Regions from separate parts of the Sus scrofa genome. Here region 1 is linked to region 2. Evidence: chromatin contacts called from public Hi-C data. All regions are on one chromosome and are shown on one strand. Each heading gives the region's core, a stretch centred on a gene start, on an enhancer-like site or on the middle of the called end of the contact. The rest is flanking DNA. Distances are from core to core; before and after follow the strand shown. Region 1 holds the start of DVL2 (segment polarity protein dishevelled homolog DVL-2). Region 2 holds the start of MED11 (mediator complex subunit 11).

Evidence for each region. Hi-C and Micro-C count contacts between places; a contact is called where the count stands out from the background.
Region 1: a contact with region 2 is called in a Hi-C map of liver, with 2.4 times the contacts expected there. The contact joins the promoter of DVL2 here to the promoter of MED11 in region 2. A contact is called at or near these places in 2 of 47 Hi-C or Micro-C datasets (liver and skeletal muscle) and 1 of 2 datasets of contacts at active chromatin or transcription factors (alveolar macrophages).

The regions. Positions count from the first base shown.
Region 1 is chr12:52,586,592-52,592,486 of Sscrofa11.1, reverse strand. DVL2 (segment polarity protein dishevelled homolog DVL-2) reads left to right here and starts at 2,221. Exons shown (of 16, transcript XM_003354942.4): 1 at 2,221-2,681; 2 at 5,146-5,215; 3 at 5,529-5,674; 4 at 5,806-5,895. The coding sequence starts at 2,488. It overlaps PHF23 (PHD finger protein 23), which reads left to right. Exons shown (of 5, transcript NM_001244314.1): 4 at 1-787; 5 at 890-1,686. The coding sequence ends at 1,104.
Region 2 is chr12:52,148,115-52,154,198 of Sscrofa11.1, reverse strand. It overlaps MED11 (mediator complex subunit 11), which reads left to right and starts at 1,996. Exons shown (of 3, transcript NM_001244823.1): 1 at 1,996-2,139; 2 at 2,325-2,455; 3 at 3,139-3,661. The coding sequence starts at 2,055. The coding sequence ends at 3,276. CXCL16 (C-X-C motif chemokine ligand 16) reads right to left here. Exons shown (of 5, transcript NM_213811.1): 4 at 4,833-5,252; 5 at 4,179-4,240. The coding sequence ends at 4,194.

The DNA.
Region 1 (5,895 bases), core at 972-3,471, 440 kb before region 2:
GCGGCAGACAGCGATGGCTGGGACTCAGCTCCCTCAGATCTCAGAACCATCCAGACCTTTGTTAAGAAAGCAAAGTCATCCAAGAGAAGGGCGGCTCAAGCAGGTCCCACCCAGACCGGACCCCCAAGGTCCGCTTTCCCTCGTCTGCAGGCCCCTGACAGTGCCACCCTGCTTGAGAAGATGAAACTCAAGGATTCGCTCTTTGATCTAGATGGGCCCAAAATGGCATCTCCACTGTCCCCCACATCCCTGACACATGCCCCTCGGCCCCCTGCTGCTCTCACCCCGGTGCCCCTTTCCCAGGGGGACCTCTCCCAGCCTTCTCGAAAGAAGGACCGAAAGAACCGAAAGTTGGGGCCAGGAGGCGGGGCGGGCTTTGGGGTGCTTCGGAGGCCTCGGCCAGCCCCTGGGGATGGGGAGAAGAGGTCTCGAATCAAGAAGAGCAAGAAGCGGAAGTTGAAAAAGGCAGAGCGGGGAGATAGACTCCCACCTCCTGGGCCTCCCCGGGCACCTCCCAGTGATACAGACTCTGAAGAGGAGGAGGAAGAGGAGGAGGAGGAGGAGGAGGAAGAGATGGGAGCAATGGTAGTGGGGGAAGCCCCAGCCCCTGTGCTGCCAGCACCTCCTGAGGCTCCTAGGCCCCCTGCGCCAGTGCACCCGGAAGGAGCCCCTCCCGCTGACAGTGAAAGCAAGGAGGTGGGCAGCACTGAGACAAGCCAAGATGGAGATGCCAGCTCCAGCGAAGGCGAGATGCGGGTCATGGATGAGGACATCATGGTAGAATCAGGTGAGAAGTGGGGGGCCACCTCAGCAGCGCTATCGATGGGTTTGGGGGTGTTGTGGATCCCAGAGCCCAGGCAGAATACCAAACAAATCTTCTTTTCCCCAGGTGATGACTCATGGGATCTGATTACGTGTTACTGCCGAAAGCCCTTTGCGGGCCGGCCCATGATTGAGTGCAGCCTGTGTGGGACGTGGATCCACCTCTCCTGTGCGAAGATTAAGAAGACCAATGTCCCTGACTTCTTTTATTGCCAGAAATGCAAGGAACTGCGGCCAGAGGCCCGGCGGTTAGGGGGGCCTCCGAAGTCTGGAGAGCCCTGACATTTGCCATGTCTAGGCTGGAACTTCAAATGGCAACATGACTGGGAAACTGAGCCTCAGGGTCCTTGAGATATCCCCTGGAGCTTGGATGTCCCATTTCAAAGCCGAAATTTCCAAGGGAGACTGGTTTGGAAATGAGTCATGTTCCTGTCCTACCCTTCCTTCCCACGTTGTGGACTTGAACTTAGACCCATTGCAGTTGGTGGGAAGCTGGCTGGGTCCCTAGACACTTAAGTTCTGTCCCTTGGACCTGCCTGTGACCGATCACTTTCTGGGCAGGGTTGGAATTGGGATGGAATGGGACAGTTGTCTATAAAACTCTAGTGTAAATACAGCATTCCCCTCCCTCATCTTTCTCACTCCCCATTTATTCTACACCGGTTGTGTTTTTAATTTTGGACTTCCCCTTTTGAGCATGGAAGCTCAGAGGTGGGGTACCAGCCAGAGCTTGGCCGAGTGAGGAAGGAAAACAGGTGACGATTCTCTAACTCACCTTTTTTGTTTTTCATAATATCGGCCAGCTGTTTGTACAGACAGCCTGTGAGTTGTAAATAAAGCAGAGTGGGCTCTTTTGTGTTCATAGCCCTCGCTGACTGTCCTGCATGGGAGGGCGGCTTTGGAAAAGCTGGCTGGAGATGGGGCAGGCACCCACTTCTCTTTAAAAGTTCAAACTGAAAATGATCTGGCTCTACCCCTTCCCCCCCAACCCTACGGCCCCAGTTGGCTTTGCCCCATCTCACCCTTAGTGTAGGACCTTAGTGTAGGACACACACTTCCCACCGCCGCTTCCCACCCCATCCCCACTCTCATTTCCCAGGCGCACGCTCCCGCGGATGAGAGTTGCTTGGAGCGACCCCCGTCAGTGGACTAAAGCGGAATCAGTTGCCTGCCACCTGAGGGTGGAGGCCAGCAGAGCCAGGATAGCCAGGACGCGGGTGGGGACACCTTTGGGGGCAGGGTTGTGAGACGGTTGCTGAAGGCAGCAATCATGTGGCGGAGGCGCTGGGCAGTGTCTATGGTCACGTGATCCGGACAGAGTCACATGACGGGGGCGTTACGGGGAGCGGGGCGGGCCGGCCCGCGTCACGTGACATGGGGAGAGGTGGGCGGGGCGCTGGAGGGCGCTCGCGACATCGGCGGCGGTGGCGCGCGGCGGCGGCGGCGGTGGCCGCCGAGTCCGGGGCTTTGGGTCGCGTCCCACGGCCCGGCCCCCTCCCACCGCCGCCACCTCGCTGACCAGTGCCGCCTTCCCTTTTGCACCTTACTTGCGCCCAGGCGGTCCTGTCCTCGCTTGCGCGTCGCTTCGCAGGAGTGCGCAGGCGCGGCGGGGGCGCTCAGCCCCGTTGGGTGGGCGGCAGAGCCCGGGAGCGCGCGGGCGAGACCATGGCGGGCAGCGGAGCGGGGGGCGGTGGTGTCGGGGAGACGAAGGTGATTTACCACCTGGATGAAGAAGAAACTCCCTATCTGGTGAAGATCCCTGTCCCCGCCGAGCGCATAACCCTCGGCGATTTCAAGAGCGTCTTGCAGCGGCCCGCGGGCGCAAAGTACTTTTTTAAGTCTATGGATCAGGATTTCGGGTGAGCGCGAGGCCTAGACTAGGATCGATGGGGGCTGTGCTATTGTGGATTGGGCACTACCGAGGGTCACCGGTCTGTTCTGGGACATACAGCGATTTTCTGGGCTGTAGTGGAGCAGATTTTACTAGGCTGGTGTAGATTGGCCATCCCAGGACGGACAAGGTTATGCCTGGCCAGGTTGAGGCGCAAGAATCTGTAGGAGGACAGACTGCGCTCTATTAGACAAGATTAAAAGCGATTAGGCTATACTGGCATACAGTAGGGCGCACTGGTTTAATTTTGGATGTTCTGGACTGTGCTGAGCTGGATCGATCTTTCCTTGGTAGTCCAGTACATTGTGAGCAGTGCTGAGGCACAAAGGCTATGGTGGGGGTGTTGTGGAATCTGCCGGTGTAGATTGGGCTATAAAGGAGCGACTGAGGTGTTCTGTCCTATTACTAAGGCAGACAGGATTGTTTGGGGACGTTCTAGTCTGTGCTAATGCAGAGTGCTGTGTCCGGATGCAGTTATGATCTCTGCTGGGTTCTATTGATTGATCTTAGTTTCTTTGCGGCCTGGTTTTTATTGGGACACTCAAAACAGGGGCAGACAGGGCTGACCGGGTTTATGTTAGTACATAACATAGCGCAGACAGCTATATTGGGATATTCTGGTCTATATTGGTGCAGACAGCTGCATGTGGGGACATGCTAGGCTGCGCTAGAACAGATTGGGCTATCCTGAGGAAATTTGGGATAGTCTGGGCTGGACTGGGACTGTAAATAATGCAGAGTGAGCCCTTTGTGTGTATGTACTTTGAGATTGTGCCCTCTTGGTCCTCAATCTCAGCTCTTAAAGGGATACTGGATTAAGCTGGGATACCCTGGGTTCTAGGAAAGCTGAGCGGACTGAGCTTGTCCTGGAAAGGTCGTTGGGTGTTAGGAAGGTGGTACTGCCTTGGAAGTTACCTTGGGTTTAAATCAAGGTTCTTTTTTTTATTCGTCAACACTGTAGCCTTGGGCAGTTTATTTAACTTTTGATCTTTGGTTGCATCTTTGAAATGGAGTCGGCTAGAGTAAAACGTTTACTATAGATGTATGGGGAAGGGGATGTTTTTGGTAAGCGGTCGTCATCGTTATTAGTATCAAATCTAATTCTTAAACCAGGCTGCGATGATGCAGAACAGAATCACTTGGCAGGCTGGTCTCTGTTGAGGCTGGATTGTGTCATGAATACACCCTTACGCTGAGGCAGATCGCTGATGACTGGACTGTGCTGTCACGCTGATAGTAAATGGGATTAAAATGACAGCGATCTCAGCTCTTAGAACCACATTAGGCTAAAGGGTTCATCAGACTTAATGTCCTAATTTGTGGGTATGAGAGTCTGTTCAGGGCAAGTGTGCCTCCTAGTGATGTGTTTATTAGTGTCGTCAACAGATAGCTGTTAATGCTTAGGAAGGGTCAGGGGCTTTGCTGTGTGGCTGGGGACATGGTTTTGAACAAAACAGGCATTCATGATGTAATGATTTCATTAAAAAGGAGCAAGTCCAGTCCATCAAAGGAACCCATGGGGGGGATGACCCCCAGGGTTGGGTTTTGGAGGCTGTCCAGGGAACAGATTGCTTAGTGCAGTTTTGTGCCAGGTGAGGCTCAGGGGAATGGCAGTCTGGCTTCAGCTCTCCTTGGGAGCCTTCAGTCTAGTGAGGAAGCGCCATTCTTTGCTTTAACGGGTGCATTTGCCAAGGGGAAGGCAGCACATTTGGACATTGCTCTGGAAGTAAGTGAGAGAAAACGAAGGAGAGCATGAGTAGAGACTCAGATGAGGACCAGTGCCTCTTTGGGGGAAGTTGTGCGAGCGGTCAGGTGAGAGTTGTGGGGAGGCTGCTCCTGAGGCTCCTGAGCTTAGGTGGGTATGTGGGGCACCTGGGGCAACCTTAAGGGAAGGTTTGAATCAGACGCTGGGAAATCTTTGGATCAGCACCGAGCCTCTGAGGATGAGCTGGGGCAGGAAGGAGTATTGAAAAGGAATTGAGTTTGGAGATTTCCTGGGTGTAAGAGCAACATGTTTCCGTGTAAGAAGAGAACTTGGACAGGGTGGTGGAGCATCAGCACCCTTGAGCTGGGTGAAGATGGGGAGAAACTTTTTTTTTTTTTGGTCTTTTTGCCTTTTCTAGGGCCGCTTCTTGTGGCATATGGAGGTTCCCTGGCTAGGGGTTCAGTCGGAGCTGTAGCCACCCGCCTACACCAGAGCCACAACAACGTGGGATCTGAGCCACGTCTGTGACCTACACCACAGCTCACAGCATTGCCGGATCCTTAACCCACGGAGCAAGGCCAGGGATCGAACCCGCCACTTCATGGTTCCTAGTCGGATTCATTAGCCACTGAGCCATGACGGGAACTCCAATGGGGAGAAACTTTGAATGTGGGTGGGAATGGGACGCCAGTGCAGTCACACCGACCTTTCTTTTGTCTCTTGGCAGGGTGGTGAAGGAAGAGATTTCCGACGACAATGCCCGCCTTCCCTGCTTCAACGGAAGGGTGGTATCCTGGGTAAGGGGCCCTGGCTCTGAGGCTCAGTCCCTCAGGCACTGCCAAGCTCCTCCAAGGCTCAGCCTGTGCCTGCCCGCTCTCGGGTGCTGGAAGTGCTGGCTCTTTGCCTGCGTACCTGTTTGGAGAGCCAGCCAGTGGAACCCCTCCGCCTTCTCCTTCTGGAGCCTCTAGGGCTTACTACTTTTTTGTGCTTTTCTCCAGGCTCGCTCAGGCGCTGTCTCCTTTTCTAGTCCTTTCTCTTAATTCCATCTCCTATGCCTCACTTCCCCATTGAGCCTTTTTTTTTTTTTTTTAATCACTTGCACGGTTCTAGCTGGTGTCATCAGATAACCCCCAGCCTGAGATGGCCCCCCCGGCCCATGAACCTCGGACAGACCTGGCACCTCCACCCCCACCGTTACCCCCTTTGCCTCCAGAGAGGACCAGTGGTATTGGGGACTCCAGGCCTCCATCCTTCCAGTGAGTCCTTGGGGTTCTTGAGTCGGGGGTGTGCGGGGGGGGGGGGGGGATCCAAGCCCCCGGGAGGGGAAGCCGAGGCCTCAGAGCCCTGTCCCGCTGATGTGGGTGGGAAACCCTGTCTGCCCATCTAGCCCTAACGTGTCCAGCAGCCGGGAGAATCTGGAGCCCGAGACGGAAACAGAGTCAGTTGTGTCTCTGAGGCGGGAGCGGCCTCGCAGGCG
Region 2 (6,084 bases), core at 747-3,246:
ATATGGAGGTTCCCAAGCTAGGGGTCGAATCGGACCTGTAGCCACCGGCCTACACCAGAGCCATAGCAACGCAGGATTCATGCCACATCAGTGACCTACACCACAGCTCACGGCAACGCCGGATCCTTAACCCACAGAGCAAGGCCAGGGATCGAACCCGCAACCTCATGGTTCCTAGTCAGATTCATTAACCACCGAGCCATGACAGGAACTCCCCTTAAGTTTTAATCTATATTATTTAAGGGGTTATTTGCTGTTGTTGTTTCTTCCTGTTTATTTTGGCCTCTGCCTTTCATGTTAGAAAGTTTCATCAAATCCTTTGTCTTATGTCTGCTCATTTTTAAGGGTGAGGGGCTAAGAGGGTGATTAGATCTATGGACACAGTTGGGACTTATCAACTATAGGTTTCACTATGGGGCAAACCGGCTAACTGCCTGGAGAACCGCTGACGTTACGCTTGGGTCTTTTCTCTGAATAGTCAAATTCTCCCGATGAGAGTCTTCTAGTCTCTTACATAGAAGGTATAAGTCTGGTTTCCAGAGTTCTAGAAACTACCACTAGTTAAACTTTCACTTAATCTCTGTTTTCAACACACTCGGGCCCAGGTGCCCTCCATGCCAAAGACTCTCTGTCTTCCAACTCCAACAAAGAAACTTCCAGCAATCTGATGAGTAGTGTCCAAGATATATGAAGTAAAGGAGGGGATGGGGGGGGGCGTCTAACTACTTCAAATTATCCTCCTAATTTTAATACTACCTACAGCCCAGATATACTGCTGTGTGCCACCGATTTAAGGGTACATCAGGCTGGTTCTAAGCTTTCTTCACTGCTGGCTTAGTTACCACTTCACTGCCAAGTCAGTTACCATGTACCCTTCTGCCTTCCGATTTCTATCTAAAGCTTTGCTATTAACTCCTCTCTCTTTCTCCTGGACCCCTTTATAAAATCCCCTTATTGCTATTTTATTAGGATTTAAGAAAGAAGTGAAGTTTAACTGAAAGTCTCCCATTCGTTTGCTCACCCTGTGCAAACTGGCTTCATTCTCAATTTTCCATAAACTTTCGAGATTGATCTTTCTTAAAAGGTAAAGCTGGTCAGAGCACCCTTCTTGAAAATCCTTCAAAGGCTCCAAATGCCTTCAAAATAAAGTCAGGATTCCTTAGCCTGCAAGCTGTTTCCCGATGTGGCTCCCCAGCCCAGTCTCCCCATCACACCTCCCCACCACCACACTCATTCACCCTAAACTGAACGCCCTACTTAATGTTCCAGCCCCCTTCACAGCACCTCGCGCTTGCCTGGGCTTTTCCGTCATCCACTTCAACCTCTCACGCACCGGTTAAGCCTTAAGACTCCGTAAAAGCAGCATTTCCTTCCAGAATCCTTTCTCTGTATTCCTAGAGATACACCCTTGGGCGTATCTCTAATAAAACACCTATCCCACTGTCACGTTAAGCGTCCACCTCATTCAGCTCTGTAGCCAGGGTCAACCCCATAATAGGCAGAGAGGGAAAATGGACCAACTTTTCTCAGAATATACTGACAGTCTGTTTCAGCTGGGCTCCAGAAGTGGGGGAAGCGCTAGGGCGAATAAGGACCACTCACCAAGTTCAGTTTTCCCCAGGTCCCGATAGGTGGCGGAGTGGGATAGGCAGACAGAGGGTCCACGGCTGCGCAGTCTGGAATACCCCAGAGCTCCCACCCTCATCACCTACCACCCAGAAGACGCTCAGTAAATTCTTGTAGAAGAAATTAAACACAGACCACAAGGCAGTGTGAAAGTGGACAGCTTCGAATGGCCTCAGGCTGGGGAATATCTCGATTCTGCCTCTTACCACAGGTGGTTAAGCGATGCGGGGGCAGACCTGACCACGCGCAGGAGCCCCTGGGAGTTGTAGTTCGCCAGAAGAACGGAGAAGGCCGAGACCGCGCTGAGCATCCTGGGAGCTGTAGTGTTAGCGAACGAGCACCTTCCGCGCAAGCGCAAACCGACAGCCACTTCCGGACACTTTTCCGTCGCATTTTGGAAAAGGAGAAAGTCCTGTCCCAGAGTGACAATGGCTACCTACAGCCTGGCGAACGAGCGGTTACGCGCCCTAGAAGACATCGAACGGGAAATTGGAGCCATTCTTCAGAATGCAGGTTCGAGATACGACGACCGGAGGGGGAGCGGGAGCGAGAACAACTGTGTGCACATGCGCCGACCGGAGACTGGGAGCCGGGTTGGGAGGGATCCTAAGCGCGCGCGGAGCGAGCAGGAGTAGGTGGGGCTGCCCCTGGGGCGGGGCTGTACTATCCCCGCCCTAGGTCTCTCTCCAATCCCACAGGTACCGTGATCTTAGAACTGTCCAAGGAAAAAACCAATGAGCGGCTACTAGACCGACAGGCAGCGGCCTTTACGGCGTCGGTGCAGCACGTGGAGGCGGAGCTGTCGGCTCAGATCCGCTATCTCACGCAGGTGTGTGTGTGGTGGGACGTGCTCCGTGGCCCTCCCTCCCCCCAGCTCTCTGTTTTAGCCTTTACCCTTCTGAGGTTCCCGGCCTAGCTTTGTCTTCGGAAATCAGGCAAGACCCGCCTTACCTAGCAGACCGGAAGACCTTGGCAGGGCCCCTCCCTTCCAGCGCCTGCCTTTTCCTCTAAAAGGAAAGGATTAAAGGCGGACCCTGCCTGCGTCACGGAGTTGCATCACTTGAGCCATTGGATGGAAAAGCCCTGGGAGGGGGCGAGTAAACCGTGTCAAAGCCACAGGATTTTCCCTTCGAAACTTGATCAAGGGTATGGGGTCCCAGATGGCTACCGCCTGAGCAGAGGAACAGGATTGAAAGAGTCTGACATCAATATAGCAGCACCCACTATTTACTAAACTTTTACAATGTGCCAAACACTCTGCATTATCGAGTCCTATAACTCTAACTACTTAACTATTTGACTTCCCCTAACTCTAGGGGAAGTAGTTATGGTCATCCCCATTTTACAAATGAGGCTAAGCGAAGTTCAGTGATGCCCCCCAGGTAATCCAGTTACCATATGGCATAGCAAATTCAAACTCTGGGAAAAAATGAGACCTGATGCACCTGATGCCTGATTGTGGAGATGGGAAAGAGAAGGGGTGCTTCATTGATCAATCTGAATGTCCTGTAGGTGGCCACAGGGCAGCCCCATGAGGGCTCCAGTTACTCTTCAAGGAAGGACTGTCAGATGGCCCTGAAGCGAGTGGACTATGCTCGTCTCAAGCTCAATGAGGTGGCCCGAACCTGTGAGCAGATGCTGGAAAACTAGGCTGGGCAGGTGAAAAGCTTGGAGGGAGAGCTCCACTTGCAACCCGACACAGAACCTGGAGGATGGAAGCAGGGCTGCCCTGAATATGCCCAGCTGGTCAGAGGCTAGGAGGACAAGGGGAGCAAAAGGTGGGAATGGAGAAACTTAAAGACCAAGCCCACCCACGGCTGTGCCTTCGCTACTCCAGCAGGGTGCCCCTGCCGGGCACTTCACCAGGCGCTGACAAGCTCAGACAGGAGATGGAGAATCAGACACTGAACCCACTTCCTCATGTCCCTGCCCCAGGCTCCCCACAGACTTGGGCCAATGAAGACACATTCTTCTTCATTGGAAGAGACAAAAGGAGAACTAGGAGTTTTGATAATAAAAACAATAACATTAAAAACAAGGAGCTCGGACTCTCACTGGGGCATATACGGGTGATGAAAGAGGTTGAGGAAGTAAAACCAGGCTGTGTGGCAGCTGCTGAGGAGGGAGGGTGGGAGAGCCTCCCCTCACTGTGGGCTTGGGGGGAACACTGATGGGGTGCAAAGAGAGGCTTGAGACAAGGATGGGGGTGGAGTTGGGCGGCCATCAGTAAAGAAGCTGAAGCCAGGAATCATGGTAAGGGGGGCAAGGGTATAGGGCCAGGGTTTGCAGAAAGAAGAGGCAATAATTATAAAAATAAGTTTTAGTCATTAAAAAATATATAGAATTAGTATAAGATCTCCTGTATAAAAGGCAATTTTTACATTATAGCACAAAACACCAAACACACAGAGGAAAGATCTAAGAGAGGGCAGTGGCTGTTATTTGTGTATTGAATACTGACAGATACGTAGAGTGTCCCAACCATGTACCAGTGATTGTTCTAATGTAGTAAATGCACTTGATAGTAACTAAATCACATTATACCCTCACAAGCTTTCATCCTTAGCTCAGGTGTTGATATTTGATGCCACAGGAACATAATGAAGCTGAGGATCTAAAACAGAGAAAGAAATGGAGAGATGAGCTCTGAGAAGTTGGAGGGGCAGGGGAGGGAGCGGAGGTGATAGCTGAACTGGGCAATCAGATTCCAAAACATTAACTATATGACCAGGTACACAGTAGGTGCTCAGTAAAGACTTATGAGTTGAATAAATGGCTCCTCCACTCCTCCACAGCTTCATCTCCCACTAGGCTGCCCCAGCTGCCATCTGTTTTTTTTTTTTTTTGGTTGGTTGGGTTTTTTTGGCCACAGTCGCAGCATGCAGAAGTTCCCAGGCCAGGAACTGAACCCACGCCATGGTGGTAACAACGCCAAATCCTTTAACTGCTAGGCCACCAAGGAGCACCCCCAGCTGCCCTCCTGATGTTGCTCTAAGCACAGCCTGGCTCTGAAGGCCAAGCACTGGTCCCTGAGGCTATGGTGGCTTCCCTCCCTCCCCATCCGCGGTCTGGCTGACTCTTCCCTCCCTGGCCTTTCATCCACGGTGCAGACACCCTCCATGTTTGTCTGCCTGGAGCTACCAAGGACAGGATCCTTGCCAGGAGGGCTCTGGGTCCCTGGAGGAGGGATGAGAGGCCCAGTTTACCTGGAGGGTACTGACGTGACTGCTCCTGCCTCTTCTTGCACATCACGTAAAGTAGGACTCCGGTGAGAAGGAAAATGATGACCAAGAGGGACAGCACTGGCACCAGGGCTGATGTTCCCGCTGTAGCACCCACATTTTTTCCTAGCTGCTCCTGGTTCTCCCTGGCCTCAGACTTAGCCCCCAGACTGTGGCCCACAGTGGATGTGTCGGTTTCACTGGTGGGGATGAGCTTTTTGGCCAAGGATGGCATGCCTTCTGGAAGCGTGGGCTTCTGGGTCGGCTGCAGGGTAGATGGCAGATTCGTCTGGGCAGGGGTGCTACTGTCTGGAGGTGCCCTTTCTGGGAGTTCAGGAACCCGGGTGTTCTGAGGAGCTAAATGCTGCTGGTGGGCCACCGTTCTGGCATGAGCACGTCCACATTCTGTAGAGGCAAGAAGCAAGGAATCAAGACGATGAGGAGACAAGGTGTAGAAGTAGGTAGGAGGGAGGGGAGCGGGTCAAGGGGACCATCAAGGGAACAGGTAAAGGCCAGAAAAGGAAGGCAGGGGCAGAGGGAGAACAGGGAGAAGGAAGTAAGCAAACCACAATGTGGAACCACTGGGGCGAGTGTGCATTCTGAACCGGGAAGTCAGGAGATCTGAGCTGGAACCCAGGCTCTGCTACAAGGTAGCTGTGGCTCTGCCCCTTGTCTCTGAACCTGTCTGGGATTCATTTCTTTCAGCTGTAAAGTAAGGATCATTTTAGTACCAAGGGCCAGAGTAGCCAGGAAGAGTAAAGGAAATAATGAGTCTACACAGCCAAAAGGCAGTATGGGGACCACCAACACTACAGAAGACAGCTTTAGCTGGGACCTGGAAGTACCTTTTGTGTTTTTTTTTGTTTTGTTTTGTTTTGTTTTGGTCTTTTTAGGGCCACACCATGGCACATGGAGGTTCGCAGGCTAGGGGTCAAATCAGAGCTGCAGCTGACAGCCTACACCACAGCCACAGCAACACCCGATCCAAGCCTCATCTATGATCTACACCGCAGCTCACAGCAATGCCAAATCCTTAACCCCCTGAGCGAGGCCAAGGATCAGTTCTGCCTCCTCATGGATACTAGTCCGGTTCGTTACCACTGAGCCACAATGGGAACTCCATGGAAGGACATGTTGTGTTTTACTGCTTGTGTATTTATTTTAGGAGAAAAATACAACCAACATATGAAATTTGTGACTTCACAAATGCTTTTGCTTAGGACAAGCTGACATTAAG